2 separate regions of the Cricetulus griseus genome follow, and region 2 is linked to region 1. Evidence: chromatin contacts called from public Hi-C data. All regions are on one chromosome and are shown on one strand. The core of a region is the stretch at or near the end of the contact, and the rest is flanking DNA. Distances in the headings are between cores, read along the strand shown.

The links. A called contact is a pair of places that touch in the nucleus more often than the background predicts.
Region 2: a Hi-C map of the CHO-K1 cell line shows a contact between it and region 1, with 4 times the contacts expected there. The contact joins two enhancer-like sites. A contact is called at or near these places in 2 of 8 Hi-C or Micro-C datasets (the CHO-K1 cell line and fibroblasts).

What each region holds. Positions count from the first base shown.
Region 1 is chr2:87,385,918-87,388,617 of CriGri-PICRH-1.0, forward strand. LOC103160568 (a long non-coding RNA gene) reads left to right here. Exons shown (of 10, transcript XR_004768252.1): 2 at 2,508-2,585. Among named protein-coding and RNA genes, the nearest start is that of Actl7b, 230 kb to the left of the region's middle. Within about 2 kb of position 1,419, at least 2 of the 6 cell types and tissues checked have open chromatin away from gene starts, as enhancers often do. A contact at or near this core is called in the CHO-K1 cell line and fibroblasts, where this site is marked.
Region 2 is chr2:87,479,443-87,482,142 of CriGri-PICRH-1.0, forward strand. It overlaps LOC103160568 (a long non-coding RNA gene), which reads left to right. Exons shown (of 10, transcript XR_004768252.1): 9 at 1,346-2,134; 10 at 2,255-2,700. Among named protein-coding and RNA genes, the nearest start is that of Actl7b, 330 kb to the left of the region's middle. Within about 2 kb of position 1,424, at least 3 of the 6 cell types and tissues checked have open chromatin away from gene starts, as enhancers often do. A contact at or near this core is called in the CHO-K1 cell line and fibroblasts, where this site is marked.

The DNA of each region.
Region 1 (2,700 bases), core at 169-2,668:
CTACTCTTCCCTCCGGCAGATAGTCACCAATATGTGTTTTCAGCAGTAATCATGAGTATGTCTACATCCCTGCCTAGCTTGACACGTGACTCATGGGAACTTGGGCCAAGGTGTTGTCAGGATAAGTACCTGTTTATGTGTCTGTGGACTTGGGTGTGGGGAAGAAGGCAGGGAGGCAGGAGGATCCCTAATGTTGGCTTTGGACGCTAGTTGGGGAGGTGAACTTGGGGCAAGACCCTGAATCAGATCAGAGGTCATCTAGTCCAACCATTTTTCTGTTTAGATGGGAGGACCAACACCCCGGAAGATGTCTTGGCTCTACTCCAGTTGGAGTATTGCTGTCAGGGCTGACATCCAACTAACCCTTTTGTTCCCAATCTAAGGCTCTTTAAAATGATCTATTCAATTAATTAATTAACAAACATTACTGAGGCTACCATCTATTGAAACTTCTGGGCCATGGAAGACTAGGTGTGATTCAGCATGCTGCAGCTGGGGGAGGCAGAGGATGGCAGTTAGGGTAATTATTTGGGTATTGTGTGGATTTGAGTTGAACCCCATGTATCCCTTTTTCTAAATGAAGAAACTTGACAAATGAAAGTACATGCTCACCTCATAACACTATTGTGGTGCTTCAATGAGGTAATTCATAAAAACCTCTAAGCATGTTACCCGACGAAGAGTGTGGTCAGTACTAGGAAGTCATCAAGATAATTCTGTTGATGGCAGCCATTGGGGAAACAGTGCTCTCAGTGACTTGATTTGGAAACTACAAAGTCAGACAAAATATTCGGAGAAACTGACCTCAAAATAAAAGTGAAAGGTTCATTTCCTTCCTTAGTACAGTGTTGGCTCTAATCTGTGCACCTTAAAGCCAATGGCCATTTTCTGTCTTCTTGTAGAAGTGACGACCGAGAGGATAATGAGATGAAAAGAACTTCATCCAGGGTTGGGACAATGGCATTCCCAGTTCCTGGTCTTAGGCATCATATAAATCCTGCCACATTCACTTTTGACCTTTCCAATGAGTTTCCCTGACCCAGGTAACTGCCAACTCAGCCATGCCCTGATGTGGCCAAATCAGGGGCTCCTCCAGAGCTGGGCATTAGCTCCATACTGCCTCCCTCACCAGCTGCCATAAGCAGGTCACTGTTTCTCAGGCAGTTTTCTGGTCTCATTTGTCAATGAGAGTCCCATGGGGTGCAGCTCACCCTGGTTTCATGCAATGTTGCAATCGAAACTATTGAATCTCAAAATGGAATATAATTAAGGCTGGGTTAATAAAGCGTGTTCCACTCCTAGCCAGCAAAGGTGTCATGTTTCTCCTTGCAGATTTGGCAAGGAAACTTAATCTCCAGCTTTGTCTGGGCAGACTGAGTCATAGGTGTGTCATGGAGCGGAAAGCCTCTTGTTTTACTTGGTGTAGTCACTGTGCAGACACCTCCATCCCTGTGAATTTGTTCAGAGCACAGAGCCTGTGACAGTGCCCACAAGGGAGAGCTCATGTTTCCCTGGCTTTGGAGATTCACCTACCTCTGGTTAGTTAAAATTAGGGCCCTAAAGCTGACCCAGAAGTCAGTCCTCAGGCACAGTTGAGAGCATAGACAATAAACAAAAACAGAGTGTGTTTATTTGTCAAAGCAGCAAGCAGTTTTGTCTAGCCCTTTGCCATGTCTGTGTTCTTCTTTCTTCTTTTCTTATAGCACACTCTATTACTTATTCTTGAGGATGTAACATGACAGGCTTCCCCCACATCCCCAAGTTGAGATTGTTAACATTCATTAGGATTCCTTTAGTCTCAAATCACCAATATTGAATAATAAAAACAGCCACATATTATTATGGTCTAGGTTGAGTTGGGCATATTCCTATTCTGTCATCTGTCCATGCAGGCCTCATTTAGACCATACATGAGAAAACTGAGGCTCGAAGAGGGTAACCAAAAGCCTGGGATATGTAATTAATTCATTCACTCAGTACAGTTTATGCAACACCTGTTTGTTATGTGCCAGAAATTGTTTAGGCTCAGAAGTATATCCCTGAACATTCAAAAACATCTGTCTTCATAAACTTTGTGCTTTAAAGTACGTATAAACAACAAATGGATAAAGTATACAGTATGTTAGAAGGAGATAAGAGCAGTGCATGGGAAAGCAGGAGTGCAAGGCTGAGCTGGGATTTGAACCTGATCTTCTTTACATCTGGTTCGCTCCTAAGGCCTCAGTTGACCTCCAGTTTTTGCATCTTCTTGTAACTACTTCTTTCCCAGTCCCTCGCCTATTTTCAGGCTGTACATGGAGCAGTAACTTTTCCTGGTTCCATGTATGACATGCAGTCAGCATGTGACCTGGAGCTATACATTGACACAGGACCTGCCAGAGAGCACTAATTTTGCAGGAGTCTGTCCACTAATTTTGGAGACTGAGTTCTGACCCAAGGCAAGTGATGAAGCCTATAAAATCTGCAGAATGGGAAGAACCTAATGACTGTTTTTGGTTTTCTTTCAGCTCTCCCACAAGGACTGAAGACGGAGTGTGAACAAGGAATGTAGCACTTCTGGAGACAGGCACCTGTTCATCTCAGAGGTATGGGCACTGTTTAGAATCCCACTAGGCTCTGACAGTGTTCACAAGGAAGGCTTGGCCTTGCAGAAATGGGGTTGGTTTTACTGACAAAAATTTTCCAGTAGATTTTCTGAGC
Region 2 (2,700 bases), core at 174-2,673, 94 kb after region 1:
GCCTCTACTGTGTCCTTGAAATTGGGGACTGTCAGCAAAGCAGATAAGTCAATCTGAAGGCTTCTCTAGGGGAGCCATGCGGAGCTCTTCTCGCTGTCAACAGCACTTCCTGTTCACAGCTTCAGCCCCTGGAAATGCTTTCGCTGAACAGCAAGCCCAGGCTGTCAACCACTGCAGTGGAGGCCTTTGTTGGCAACTTCTCTGCCTGTGCACACAGAGGACTCATTCTTCCACAAAAGGCCAGGCAGCCTGCTGATGGGCCAAGCCAGTTTACACGGATGTTGCTCTCCAGAGGAAAGGCAAGCGAGCATGGATTGGTGCGGGGCATAATGAAGCCATTTATCTCTCTGCAGTTTTGTGTCCCTTCCCCAGTATATGCTGCCTTCAGCGTGCCTCCTGTACCACGCTTTGAGAGGCAATTCTTAACAGACTGAAATACCTCTGACACTCCTTCCTCTAAGATAAATTCCTGAATATACAACAGAGGCTCTTACAAGGTGCTGTCTCCAGCGTCCCTTGGGGGAAATGCTTTGAGGAGAAAGTAATGTCAATGACACCCCTCCTCACACCCACCTTTCCTTTGATCTCAGCGTATTTACCTGTGGCTTACTGGTATCAAGACAAGCTAGGAATGGAACATTGGGCTTTGAAATAAGTCTGGTTCTCCAATAGGCTCTCTTTGAAGTCAGATCCATTATGTATTGTTTATTGCCCTTTCAAGCATGCCCACATGGATTTCTAAGACTGGGACTCATCTTTACTTATTCAAAGGAATTCCAGTTTGTTTCCATATTGGCTATCTTTGAATATATATATATATATATATATATATATATATATATATATATATATATATATATCTCGAGTGAAATAGTGCCTCTGGAGTCCATTTTGTTCACTTTCAAAGTATTTTAACAATATACGTTAAGGGCAATTTTACATTCCCTCTACACCATTACTATCTTCCCAAGCACAATTATATGTCAAGTGAACGACTCAGAACTTCTTATGCCCTGTAATAAATCATCAGTGTAATGGGTAAAAAGAATTTGTCATTGTTCAGTGTGTATACAGAGTTATGTGGCATCTAACCTCAAATTTCTTTTAGATCATATATAAATACATAATAAAATAATAATACTCATTAGTCAACACCAAATATAAGTTCCAGATGTCTGAACATCAAAGTATTTATAGGCCTATAGGAACCGCCTTGAGACAGGAACCGCTTCTCGGGAATGGGACTGGGAGACAGGGCTGTGAAACCCTCTGGAGTTCTCTGAAACAAAAGCTATTCTTGTTTATACATAAATTATGAATGACTTTTTTTTTTTTTTTTTTTAAGGCTGACTCATTGGCCAGTACATGTGCCTACAAATCCGGTTTCACAGGCGAATGAGATCTGACTAGACTAACAAGAATTCTACAACAAATCATTTTTTCCCATTTTGTCTGGCGGTTCAGCCACTGCTCTTGTTAAGGCACAGCGGAGTTTGTTTCTTTGGCTACTTGCCTTGCCACAGACCCATACCACTTAGTTGCCAAGCAGGGGTTCGCTGCCCCAGCACATGGCAGAGCTAGGTGGTGGAAGAATGGACTCTTGTGCTAGGTGGTGGAAGAATGGACTCCACAGCTCCCTCAGGTGGTGGGACTGAGTGCTAGCAGGTGGGTCCCTGGAAGAAAGCCACCCCACACCCACCCCAGGCAGATGCCAATTCCAGAATTGTTCCCCTTCCCAACCCTCAACTTAGTAGCCTTGAATCAGCAGTGAGTATAGGAGAAGGGCCCTGGAGGCTCGGAGTGTGACTGTGCCACTTAGTCACTGCCTGATCTTTAACAAATAAGCTGACTTTCCTCTTAGAATTTCTCAGTCATACAATGAAGTCACACAGAATAACCTTTCAGGTCTGGTCCAGCGTCAATGAACTATGGTATGGTTTTGCTCCAGCTACACAGGAAGAATGAAATACATTTCAGGCTCATCAATATCAAGTCCCTGTCCCCTGTGGTCAATATTACTAATGAGTGGCTTCATTAATCATGATCCAATAGAGAATTTCACCAGCAACACAGATCTCCCCAAACTGGAAGCTAATTCTCTTCTGTAGGAAGGAGCAAGAGTGAGAGATGACAGGTAATTTCTGGGGATTTGAAATGGAAAATTCATGTCCATGTTACTTTACTTGTTGGCAATATATAAAAAGAAATAAACCAAACCACCTCTTGTCCCTTCCTGCCTCATCTCCCTCCACAGGAAGGAGAGAAAGGAGGACACTTCACACTAGCAGTGACTCAAACTCTCCAGGGACTGAGTCTGTGAATGTCAAGAATTGCAAACATGAGCTCTTCATCCAAGTTTTTTTTTACCCTAAATGCTTTCTGCTGATTTCTATAACCACCAAGAAGTATCCTCTAGAGAGAAGTGTTTGTTTCTTGAAGCATCACAGAGGAAGATCAGCATTTGACTCTGAGTTCCAGTGAGCTTTTTGGAGAAGCCATTTTGAGTGGAGATAATGAAACTTCTTTTCTACTTTGGCTTGGAGGGGATTTGTTTTTATCAGCACACTTGTCCCTTCTAAGAACCTTGAGGTGCTGGGGACATGGCTCGGTGGGGAAGAGCACTTCCATGCAAGTTTCTTCCATATGGGGAACTGAGGTTGAGTCTTCAGTAAATTTGTGAAAGAACCAGAAGGCATGGTC